Regions from separate parts of the Sus scrofa genome. Here region 2 is linked to region 1. Evidence: chromatin contacts called from public HiChIP or PLAC-seq data. All regions are on one chromosome and are shown on one strand. The core of a region is the stretch at or near the end of the contact, and the rest is flanking DNA. Distances in the headings are between cores, read along the strand shown.

Region 1 (6,486 bases), core at 2,831-5,330:
ACTAAAATAACTCTACCAGCATAGAGTTCCCGTTGTGGCTCAGTGGTTAACGAATCTGACTAGGAACCATGGGGTTGTGGGTTCCATCCCTGGCCTTGTTCAGTGGGTTGAGGATCTGGCATTGCCATGAGCTGTGGTGTAGGTCGCAGACGTGGCTCGGACCTTGCGTTGCTGTGGTTGTGGTGTAGGCCAGAGGCTGCAGCTCCGATTAGACCCCTAGCCTGGGAACCTCCATATGCCACGGGAGCGGCCCAAGAAATGGCAAAAAACAAAATAAAATAAAATATCTCTACCAGCCTATATTATTCCTTATTTACTGATGAGAAAATCCAGTTTTAGATTGTGTGCCCTAAACAAACCTGCATGTGAAAGAACAGATTCCTGAGTCTACATGCACACAATTAATTAATTAATTAGATGTTTATTGTCAGACACTGCTGGTATGAAAATAAATAATTTAAAAGTGTCTGTGGGAGTTTCCATCTTGGCGCAGCGGAAACAAATCCAACTAGGAACCATGAGGTTGAGGGTCTGATCCCTGGCCTTGCTCAGTGGGTTAAGGATCCAGCATTGCTGTGAGCTGTGGTGTAGGTCCCAGACATGGCTCAGATCCGGCATTGCTGTGGGTCTGGCGCAGGCCAGCAGGAACAGTTCTGATTAGACCTCCAGCCTGGGAACCTCCATATGCTGCGGGTACAGCCCTAAAAAAACAAAAGACAAAAAAATAAAAAAAATAAAAGTGTTGAGTTCCCACTGTGGTGCAGTGGAAACGAATCTGACCAGTATCCATGAGGATTCAAGGTTGATCCCTAGCTTCACTCAGTGGGTCGGGGATATGGCGTTTGCCATGAGCTATGGTATACGTCGCAGACACAGCTTGGATCTTGCATTGCTGTGGCTGTGGAGCAGGCCTGTAGCTGTAGCTCCTAATCCGCCCCTAGCCTGGGAACTTCCATGTGCCATAGGTGCGAACCTAAGAAAAGCCAAAAAAGTGTATTCATAACCAAATGGGGTATAATCTTTAAAAATTGTGAAACACTATGTTGAACATAGTGTTTCACATAATATTGTAAGTCAGCTATACCTCAGTGGAAAAAAATCTCTGTATTCAAGATGCTCACAATCTAATGGGAAAGACTGGTACCTAAACAATGACAACACAATGTGCTCAATTCATCTCCACTTACCTGAGGGAACCAGGAAATGCTTAGTTGAGGAAGAAGGTAATGTATGAGCTAAGACTTAAAGAGCAGGAACCCTCAGGTGACTAAGAGCGTAGGGTGAGAGAGAAGAGGGATACCACTAAGTTGGACACTTGCAAGAGAGTATAGAAATATCAAGGCAGGCAGGTAATTCAGTATGAATAGTACAACAAGGAGCTTGAATTGAGATGAAACTGGAAGAAGCAGACCAGAGACAGGCTATAGTAGCCCTTTAATACTTTGCAACAGTTTTTTTTTTCTTTTTTTAGGGCCACACATGGGGAATATGGAAGTTCCCAGGATAATGATCAGATTGGAGCTGCAGCTGCCAACCTACGCCACAGCTCACAGCAACACAGGATCCTTAGCTCACTGAGCAAGGCCAAGGAAGGAAACCACATCCTCATGGATACTAGTCGGGTTCATTACCCCCAAACCACAATGGGAACTCCAAAACCAAGTTTTTTTTTTTTTAGCCTTTTGGTTTTCAGTTTTTCACATTAGCATCTCTGGCAACACTAGGAAGGATGAGTTCAAGGATGACCAGTTAGGCAGTTATGGCAATAGATTTGTGAGAGTGATAAGGGTCTTGAACAGTGGGCATGATAGGAAGGGAGTTAAGATTCTGACTCCTTAATTTTTTTTTTGAGATATAATTTACATAACATAAAATCCACTATGTTAACAACTTTAAAATACAAAATTCATTGCTGATTCCTTTTAAAAGTAATCTATCCCCTGCTAAGCTCTTTTGCTTCTAGTTTAGTAAGACTATAAATGAATAAATATTTTAAGTTGTAGAAATACTAGTTTTCGATTTGCATTTCTCTTATAACCAGCGATGTTGAGCATTTTTTCATGTGTTTGCTGGCCATCTGTGTATCTTCTTTGGAGAAATGTCTATTCAGGTCTTTTGCCCATTTTTCCATTGATTGAAAAATAAAATTAAAAAAAAAGAAAAAAAAAGAAATACTAGTTTTCAAAAATCTTCATTTAATTAAAAAAGAGTAAGTAGTCATTGTAGAAATTTAGACAATAGCAGCATGTAAGATAAAAAGTTAAAGTGTTCTGGAGTTCCCGTCGTGGCGCAGTGGATAATGAATCTGACTAGGAACCATGAGGTTGCGGGTTCCATCCCTGGCCTTGCACAGTGGGTTAAGGATCTGGCATTGCCGTGAGCTGTGGTGTAGGTCGCAGATGCAGTTCGGATCCTGAGTTGCTGTGGCTCTGGTGTAGGCTGGCGGCTACAGCTCTGATTAGACCCCTAGCCTGGGAACCTCCATATGTCATGGGAGCGGCCCGAGAAATGGCAAAAAGACCAAAAAAAAAAAAAAAAAAGTTAAAGTGTTCCCCTAATAAACAATCTCAACTACCTAGAGACAGACACTGTTCTATATCCTTACAAAGGTTTCTCTCTGTATATATATATACACTCACATATAGGTTTTTTTTTAACATAAAAGGTTTCTAGAATATAAAATTGTGTATTGCTCTACCTCTTGTTTTCTACATTAAAAGTGGCTTTGAATCCTCCTTAAAAAGTACATGAATTTCTAGTTCAAATGTATGAGCCTGCTCATTTCACCATATCTTCTAAAATTGATATTTTTAATTTTACTTTTGCCAATCTAATAAGTAACTCATTTTAACTTGCTAGCTTATTTTTTTTTCTTGTGGAATAGTACAAATATTCAGAAACAGAGAAGGTAGGTTCTTTTAAAATTCAGCACAACTTGACAAGTATCTGAGATGTTTAAATGGTATCTTTTTAAAGTGTGTGTACAGGTATTGTGTACTAAAGAAGCACGGGATGACAGGAAATAGCATAACACTGACCGACCTAGGATTTTAGTCCTTTTTCTGCAACTGTTAACTGTGTAAGCTTAGGACTTGGGTTTCCTCATTCATAAAATTATAGAGCATAAATAATTGCTAGTAATCTTTAAAGCTCTAAGAGCATACGGCTCTAAGTAACAAACGTTTCAAAACAATGTTAAAATTTCCCAGTTAGGATTGCTTAATGGTGACTAAAGAATATTGTCTCCTCTACTTGCCAAAGCCAGTAAATTCCACAAGACGGGATCTTAGTTTGGTTAATTTATGTACACTAAGCTCCTAGAACAGTGCCTGGCACGCCTGATATTTAGCAAATGAAAATGGTTTGAGTTTCACTCTGGTAAATTGCTTCGAATCAATTATTTGGGAAAAAAATTAGCATTATCTTTGCTCTTCAGTTTAATCCTCTCATTCCTGAAGTGAAAACGCTCAAAACTATATAGCTCTTACACGTCTAAAAGGGAGTTACATCTACTGACAGCAGAAAGACTCAGATATTCTACCCCATGGCCCTAACATCGAACTTCCCTCCACCACCTGACGGGGCCCATACTCAAATGAGTGGCAAAACTCGCAGCTATGTACATCCACAGGCCTAAAGAAGCCGGGCTATCACCTTCTCCACCCTACTCTCAGACTCTTCAATCCCAGAAGACAAGGTGTTACAGTTTCTTTTCTCGCGAACCCCACAACTCCAAAAACGGCGGAAGTGGAGCTACCAAAGACACAGAACCAGCAGAAAAAAGGGATCGGAAAGGAAAAAACAGACCATCTCAAGCCCCACTCGTTGGGAAAAGCCCGTGTTGCAGGAAATAGCGTCCTCACCTCCTTCTTCCTCTGGGCAGAGGCTGAGGGAACCTGGTAAACGAGCAGCAGTGCCATCGCCATGGTCGCAGAAACACACCACATCCACCTACGCGCTGCCATGTTCTCTTTTCCGCCTCGTTCGCTTCTCTGCCTCCTAGAGGGGAAACTTTCCCGAGGCTGGGTCTGAGGGTTGGGCGTGAGAACAGGCAAACCGCCTTTGGCCCTCCTCATTGGTCCAGCTCAGCCCCGCCCCTAGTCCCCTCATATTACGTCACAGAACTTTACAGCTAGACGCCCACTAAAAAAAGGTTCACTTCTAATTGGTCTCCGTTGGCCAGTAGAAAAAGGATAATCTGGAGGTTTTTCATTGGTCCGGTAAGGATGATGGACCGCCCCTTGCCTTAGACGTAAAAATGGCGCGCTTAGCGGCTTTTCAAACGCGCGTGCGCAGTTGTGAAGCGTTGAGGCTTTTCCGAGTTCAAGATGGCTAAAGGTTGCTGAAACATAATCTTCCCCAGAGACTCATTTAGAATTCTTTGGAATACACCTCTTTTGCCCAGTATTCAATAAAATTGGATCTAGCCATGTGACAGAGCTATTTAAGTCCCTCATTCGGCCTCCAAAATATTTTTTAAAACGGGAAAAGCAGGAGTTCCCGTCGTGGCGCAGTGGTTAACGAATCTGACTAGGAACAATGAGGTTGCAGGTTCGATCCCTTCCCTTGCTCAGTGGGTTAAGGATCCGGCGTTGCCATGAGCTGTGGTGTAGGTTGCTGACTCGGCTCGGATCCCGCGTTGCTGTGGCTCTGGTGTAGGCTGGTGTCTACAGCTCCCATTCGACCCCTAGCCTAGGAACCTCCATATGCCGTGGGAGCGGCCCAAGAAATGGCAAAAAGACATAAAAAAAAGGTGTGTGGGGGGGAAGCAGGAAAGCAGAAATAATATTACTGAGGGAGATTTTTAGAAGTGAATGAACGAGAGTTTGTGGAATACTTTGTCAGCGGAACAGAGCAGACGTCAAAAGTTATTTTCTGAAGTGTTTACTCATGCACACATTTAGATTTATTGGGCACGAAGGGATTTAAATTTCATTATAGAGAGCAAATGCTTTTTTAAAAAGAATTGTCATTTTGTTCAGGGGATGGATGCAAAACTAAAGTTGTAAGAAAGCACTTATGTCTTTTTAAAGTTTTGTTTCATAATTGATTTTTGTTAAACATCCAGTTACCTTATCTAAAAAAATAATAAAAGTCCTATATAGTAGAAGTTTCCTGTCTGGCCCAGTTCTGTTTATCATATGTAAAACTAGGATGACTTTGGAGTTCCTGTTCTGGCTCAGTGGTTAACGAATCTGACTAGAAGCCATGAGGTTGAGGGTTCGATCCCTGGCCTTGCTCAGTGGGTTAAGGATCTGATAACCTGTGGTGTAGGTCGCAGGCGAGTCTTAAATCTGGTGTTGCTGTGGCTGTGGTGTAAGTGGGCGGCTGTAGCTCCAATTAGACCCATAGCCTGGGAACATCCATATGCCTCCTCCAGTGCTGCCTTAAAAAGCAAAACAAACAAACAAAAAAACACCAGTTTGTATAGTTTTGCCTTTTGGAATGAAGTTAAAATTTTTTTTTTTTTTTTTTTTGCCTTTTTAGTGATGAACCAGTAGCATATGGAGGTTCCCAGGTTAGTGGTCCAATTGGGGCTGTAGCCGCCAGCCCGCACCGAAGCACCACAACTCAGGGGAACGCCAGATCCTTTACCCACTGAGCGAGGCCAGGGATCGAACCCAAGTCCTCATGGATACTAGTCAGGTTCGATAACCGATGAGCCAATGGGAACTCCATTGTTAATATTTTTAAGATTAAATATGGAGTTCTTGTGGCACAGTGGGTTAAAGATCCAGTGTTGTCACTGCAGGGGCTTGTGTAGCGGAACACCCTACTTTGATTATATACCATTAGTCTAAAGGAAAAAAAAACTACAAGCAAATTTTAAACTCTAAGTAGGTTTTTCATAGTAATATGAATATAGCAATTCTGAAAATATACTGTTTGTAATGTAATATGTAAAAATATTGATATCAAGAGCCAGGATTCTCACTGTGGAAGAAGGGAGATACAGGAGTTCCCTGCTGGTGCATCAGGTTAAAGATCTAGTGGTGTCACTGCTATGGTTCAGGTCACTGCTGGTTCACCGTTTTAATCCCTGGCCTGGGAACTTCCATATGTCATGGACAATGCCAAAAAAAAGAAAAGGGGGGGGGAAGATACAAATATTAAATGAGGGAAGATATAAAAGCAATTTTGGGGGTTGGACTAGATTGAAGGTATTAGCATAAATTTGTCTTTTATAGCATATATTTCTAGTTCTACTCACTGAAAGGACTAGAAGCAATGACACTCCAAAATCAAAGAACAAATCTAGAGCCAAATCTAGGTTGCTAAATGCCAACCCTAAAAGATATTAGGGCTCCTTAGGCAAATGGCTGATTCCAGTGCTGGGTAGGGAAAATACAAGGTGAGCCTGGGAGTTCCTGTTGTGGCTCAGTGGTTAATGAGCCTAACTAGTATCCATGAGGACGTGGGTTCTATCCCTGGCCTTGCTCAGTAGTTTAAGGATCCGGCGTTGCCCTGAGCTGTGGTGTAGGTCAC
Region 2 (6,460 bases), core at 3,910-6,409, 230 kb after region 1:
CACCAGGGTAAAAATCTAGATGTTGGCCAGGGTGACAGTCTTATCAGAGATTCAACTAAGGAAAGATCCACTTTCCTCAGAATGTTGGCAGACTTCATCTCCTTGCAATTGTAGGACTGAGGTTCTTATTGTCTTGCTGGCTGTTTACCAAGGGCTGCTCCCAGCTCCTACAGGCCATCCACAGTTCTTTGCCATGTGAACCTCTCCATAGTCCCTTTCACGACATGGCAGTTTACATCAAAGTCAGCAAGGAGTCTCTCATGGATGCCAGCAAGAGTAAGTCTTATATCTACATTGTCATCTAATCATAGGAGTGACATCCTGTTACCTTTGCCATATTCCACTGGTTAGAAGCAAATCTTCATTCAAGGGAAGAGGATTATACAAAGATATGAATACCAGAGGGTGAAGATCATAGGAGTCATTTTAGAATTCTTCCCATGGTTTCCTGGGAAACAGATTCTGAGTTTGAGATTTGTGTGCTGGTGGATTACTGGGGCCTGCTTTTGGGAACAACATGTGTAAAGGAGTGAGGAAATCAGAATTGGAGAGAGAGGGAGAAAAAGTTTCAATAGAGGCCTCAACCAATCGCACAGACAGTCTGAACATGAGATGGTCCTTCAGAAATATCCTGAAATGAAGCAAAGAAACTAGGCCATTATGACATTAACTAAGCAATCACAGCATGTGGGATGCCTATGAGAAGGGGGCATGACCTTAGCTAAGGCAGCTCCCTTCAACACAGGACAATTTCTGAAGAAGGAATCAGTTGTGAGCTGTCAGTAACCAATATTCCCAGCAGCTAGTAATGAGTGGCTCAGTTCTGTAGTGGGGTAGGGAGAAGGGGATCTGAGTGACATGCCACATTGTCACTATACTTGGTTAACCATAAAAATCTCCTTTTATCAGTATATATAGTTCCTACCTACTATGAATAAAATTTAAATTTATAACAACAAAAGCATTCTAAGAGTTTGGAATTGTATCGGCAGGTGGGTCAATGAGGGAGGGGCTCTCAGAAAAGAGTGGTGGTATCGATATATAATGTTAAGGGTGGGTGAAGGGGATATAATTTGGTGAATGAGAAATCTTTCATACCTTTTAATAGCAGACAAAATATCATGGGGGTCCAGGCTAAGACATTAAAGCCAAAGACATATTTCAGTGAAATATAATAGAATGACAGCAAAAGCAGGATGAAGTTTAATAGGGAAAAAATCTAAAATCTTGCTTCTAGGTTTAGAAATTACTTGTATAAATGAAGGAAAGTGTTGTCATGTCTAAAAAGCAGGTCATGTCAAAAAATCTGAGAGGTAGAGTTCCCATTATGGCTCAGTGGGCTAAGGACTCAATGTTGTCTCTGTGAGGATACAGGTTCGATCCCTGGCCTTGCTCATTGGGTTAAGGATCTGGTGTTGCCATGGCTGTGGTACAGGCCAAAGCTGCATCTTCGTTTCAATCTGTGTCCTCGAAACTTCCATATGCTGCAGGTATGGCCATAAAAAGAAAAAAATATATATCTGAGAGGTTTACTTTACCACTGGTTTAGCTCTATGGCATGACTGAGAGAAATGATAATGAAAACTTAAGCTAAGTTAAGAGTTACTGTAAATACCAGTCTAGTGAACACTGTGCTAACCAGACTTCATCTGTACCCAATTCAAGGCACAGTATTTTATAACACACATACAGAAAAGTTTATGAATTACAAATATACAGCTCAATGAATTTTCACAAAGTGAACACATCCATATAACTGCTAGAGTGACAAACTGTTCCAGTTTCTCTAGGAGTATCCTGGTTTTAGCACAGAAAAACTTGCGTCCTGGGGACAGGCTAGACAGTTGGTTATCCTAGCCTACCCAGATGAAGAAATAGAACATTATCAGTTCCCTAGAAGCCCTCGTATGGATTGTCAGTCACTACCCACTCCTCCTCCTCAGAGGAAAACACTATCCTGACTTCTCACACCATAGATTATTTTGAGGTGCTATATTTTATTATGAGCACTACAGACTAAAGAGCAGAGGTTCAAACCTCGTGGCTCATGGGCTGAATCTGGCTGGCAGATATTGTGTTTGAGTTATGTAATACTGGCCTGCACGGCTTTTTTTTTCCACTTATTTTATTTGGGGGACAGTGCTATAGGTTTTAAGAAATATTTAGATTCATGCAATCTCTACCACACTCAGTGTACAGAATAGTTTGATTGTCACGAAAATCTTCCTCATACATCTCTTTTGTAATCACATATCCCCCCGATTCCCCCTACTCCTTGGCAACCACTGATCTCCATTCCTCTAATTTTGCCTTTTCCAGAATGTCATATATTTGGAGTTTTACACACTACGTAACTCTTGAATGTACCTTATTTCATTCAACATGATAACCTCAAGGTCCATGCAAGTTGTTGCTTGCATGTTATTGCATGTTGTTGCTTGTTCATTCCACTGTACTGCTGAGCAGTATTTCATTGTGTGAACGTACCTCAGTTTGATTATCCATTCAAGGACTTCTGGGTTGTTTCCAATCTGAACAATTATGAATAGAGCTGTTATAAACATGTGCACAGGTTTTTCTGTGGCCCTAAATCTTCTTATCTCTAGGGTGAATACTTGGGAGTGGGACTGCTGGGTCATATGGTAAGTAGAGGTTTAATTCTATGAGAAACTGCCAAGGTGTTGTCTAGAGTGACTGTACCATTTTGCACTTCTACCAGCAACGTGGGAGAGTTCCAGTGGCCCTGCATCCTTGCCAATACTTGGTATTATTATTTTTACATTTATTTTAGCCATCTTGATAAAGTTGCATCTCTCTCTTTTTTTTTTTTTAAGGGCTGCACCCATGTCATATGGAAGTTCCCAGACTAGGGGTCAAATTGGAGCTACAGCTGCCGGCCTACACCACAGCCACAGCAACACCAGATCTGAGCAGAGTCTGCGACCTGCTCTGCAGCTCACGTCAACACTGGATCCCCTGCCCACTGAATGAGACCAGGTCAAACTCACATCCTCATGGATACTAGCTGGATTCGTTTCTGCTGCGCCACAATGGAAACTCCATAATTGTGGTTTTAATTTTGCATTTCCCTAATGGCAGTGATGGTAAACATTTTATCATGTGCTTATTTGTTACCAGTATATTCTCTTTAGGGATGTGTCCAAGTCCTTTGCCTATATTTAAAAAAATTGAGTTTGTTTTCTTACCACTGAGTTTTGAGAATTCTTCACATATCATGAATACAAGGTGACAGTGATACAACAAATGGCTTCTCATTTCTCTTGGGATAAAAATCACATCTTTATCATGTTATAAGTCCCAAAGGATCTGGTCTCCCTTTGTCTTGCCTCATCTATATAATTTTAGAACTCTCTTTCTTCCACTCTATTTTCCAGCAACACTGGACTTTTTAATGTTGTCTCAGGCTCTTTCCCATTTTAGGGTCTTTGCCTCTCTGATGCTCCTTTAGATCTGTAGTGGATAAAGCTTCCTGATCTTTTTAAGCTTCAATATTCTCATCTGTAAACTAGAGATATAATAGTACCCACATCACAAAGCTATTGTGAGGAATAAATTAGTCATGTATGTTCAGTGTTTAGTGCAATGCCTGGCATACAGTAAGTGCTCAATAATTGGGAAGTATTGTTAAAGTCAGGCTGTCAGATTGTATGCTTTTTTTTTTTTTTTTTTTTTTTTGGTCTTTTGGCCTTTTCTAGGGCCGCTCCTGCGGCATATGGAGGTTCCCAGGCTAGGGGTCTAATCGGAGCTGTAGCCGCTGGCCTATGCTAGAGCCACAGCAACACGGGATCCGAGCCGCGTCTGCGACCCACACCACAGCTCACCGCAACGCCAGATCTTTAACCCCCTGAGCCATGAAGGGAACTCCAGATTGTATGCATGTTTTGCTCTCCTTGCTGACACCCTTGGTTGCTATTCTATCTTATCCAAAAGGAATTGCTTTCTCGCTACTACAGCAACCCAAGTGTAGTGAAGTAGATGCTAAAAGCATGCAGAGTTGATCACTTGGAAGCCAGAAGGCCCGTCCGGGCCTCAAATGCAGACTAAGTTGGGAGTAACTCCATAGAGATTTCCCAAATACACACTGACAGGATTGAAAGAAAATTATTATCTTTTAACTGTGTCTCATTATCAGACAGACAAACTTGTGTCTTAATACCAATGCACTATGAATTATTTCCTGCATCTTACCTGGACCTTAAGTGCCATGTGGTAAATTTTTGTTTCTGACTCAAATTATTTCATTCTAGCCAATTCTGTAAGCATGTTGGACCCGAGTGCCTAGTTCCGAGTAATACTATGTTACAATACAGTTAAAGAGTATGGCTTCTACATCTTACTGCCCAAGTTTGAATTCACCATTTACAAGATCTGAAACCCTAAGCAAGTTACTAAACCTCTTTGTGCATCAGTTACTTCATCTGTAAAATGAGGATCACGAGTTTTGTGACATTAGTTAATATATGAAAAACGCTCTATATATTTCCCATCAGCATCGTATAGTAAACAATTACACTGCACTTTTTATTACAAAAACGGTGGGGGGGGGGAGCAGGGGAACCAAGGCCTTTCGCTACTTCTGAGAGTTCTCAATTATTAAAGGACATTTAGCAATCTTAGGGAAAATTCCATTTAGGGGAACCAGGAAACCAGAGAAGTCTTCCAAAACGAGGTGCCATTTACATCTATCCTGATAGGGCTGCGGGGAATTCCATGGGGTGCAGGGTGGCCCTTTCCTCCAGGCTGTCGTGGGTTTGCGCGGCGCTGCAGCTACTCCGGGCGCGGCCGTGGGGACCCGGGCGGCGGCCTTGGGCTTCAGACTCTCTCCAGGACCGCCCCGCCGCGCCACCCTGCTTCCTTTCCCTCCACCTGGAGGCTGGGAGGCACCTCCTCCCGCCTCAGGTCACGGAGGATCCCAGCGGCTCGCTGCGTGCTGGACGTGACAGAGGGCAGCGACACGTCCCACCAGTGCCCTCGCAGACAGACAGCACCTCGGAGCAATGGCAGCACTCAGGCGCCTTCAGGCAGCGTCCAATAGCGGTCTTCGTGAACCACGAGCCGGGCGCGGTGGCCAGGAAGGGGAGGGGCGAGGGGCGGGGCGGGGCGGGAGGAGGGACGGCGGGGCCAGCGGTGTGCTCGGCAGTTTCCACGCGTTCGGATTGCGAATTGGTTGTCGTTTCTGCGGCAGTCTCATCTCCCGGTCTCTCGCCGCCACTGAATTGCCAAGATGTCGCTTTCTAACAAGCTGACTCTGGACAAGCTGGACGTGAAGGGAAAGAGGGTCGTCATGAGGTAATCCTCGGGGTCCTGCCGCAGCCTCTCCGGGCAGGGCCGACTTGCTTCCTTCCCATAGTGGCCTTTCGTCCTTGTCTCGGCCCCACGGGTCCTAGCCCTACAGAGCCACCATTGTGGCTGAAGATTTGGCCAGGCTAAATGATTTCTAACCTGATTTCCCCCAGCCCAGAAAGCGAGCCACAGTTGCCTTTTGCGGGGGTGAATACACCCAGGAAGAGCTCAGATTGCAGGGACTTACTTTGCCCGCTGTTCTTATTTCTGAAAGGCTGTGGCCTCCAGTTCCCAGTTGGCGAAGTGTGATTTGATGCTTAGCCTGCAGATCCCTAAGGCCTCAGGGAAGGAACCTTGAAAGATCATTTGGTTAGTCGTCCCCCAGCCCCGCGCTTCCCAACCCCCGCCACCATCCCGGATAAATGAGAACGGCCCACACATTTCAAAGTCCTTGCACAAAAGGACATCTTTACCAGAGGATGTTGATTTCAATGTTTAGAATTTAGAACCCCCTAAAGCATTGGGGGGCGGTGAGAGGGTGAGGTGGGGTGGGACTAACTGAAGGAGGCCTTGCAGGGCTTATATAACAGGCCTCTGCTGCCCTACCCTGTCTTTGGACTACAGGCCATGGGGTTTGCGTCAGGGTTGTGACACACTGAGTAGGGTGTGGCTGCTCATTTTTGCTGTTCTCCAACCTCATCCTCCTAGGTAGTTAGAAAAGCAGGATATTAAGTGGGGAAGGCTCCCCATGCACTTTTGGGTCTCTTACTCCACACGTGTAGATCTCTGGACACCTACTAGCATGGCTCCTCCCTTATTTGCCAAAACTACTAGTATGATGCTTTTACATTTCTCCTTTTTGTAACATGTACATTTGTGCATACCAGGAACAGAGTGTAGGAATTCAGATAGGTATGAACTGATGGACTTGACTGTTCATATACCTTGACAGGGTCCAAGGGTGGTGCTTTCAGGGGCTATAAGGACTTGCATTGATAGCGTTGTGCAGTCTTGTCCTTTTAGGGAAGTGGTTGATTGATGGGCGGGCATGTGAATGATGTGATCCAGCCCCTTTCCCAATTTGGGCCAGTTCAAGTGAGGGCAACTTTTGGATATTAACAGGCACAGAAAGTAGTAGGGGATCTCCTTTTACCTA

The links. HiChIP or PLAC-seq counts read pairs in DNA pulled down with a chosen protein or histone mark.
Region 2: an H3K27ac HiChIP or PLAC-seq map of alveolar macrophages shows a contact between it and region 1. The contact joins the promoter of PGK1 here to the promoter of MAGT1 in region 1. A contact is called at or near these places in 1 of 5 promoter capture datasets (fetal liver), 1 of 47 Hi-C or Micro-C datasets (psoas muscle) and 1 of 2 datasets of contacts at active chromatin or transcription factors (alveolar macrophages).

What each region holds. Positions count from the first base shown.
Region 1 is chrX:61,954,431-61,960,916 of Sscrofa11.1, forward strand. MAGT1 (magnesium transporter protein 1) reads right to left here and starts at 4,081. Exons shown (of 10, transcript XM_003135205.6): 1 at 3,864-4,081. The coding sequence starts at 4,076.
Region 2 is chrX:62,182,313-62,188,772 of Sscrofa11.1, forward strand. It overlaps PGK1 (phosphoglycerate kinase 1), which reads left to right and starts at 5,160. Exons shown (of 11, transcript NM_001099932.1): 1 at 5,160-5,310. The coding sequence starts at 5,246.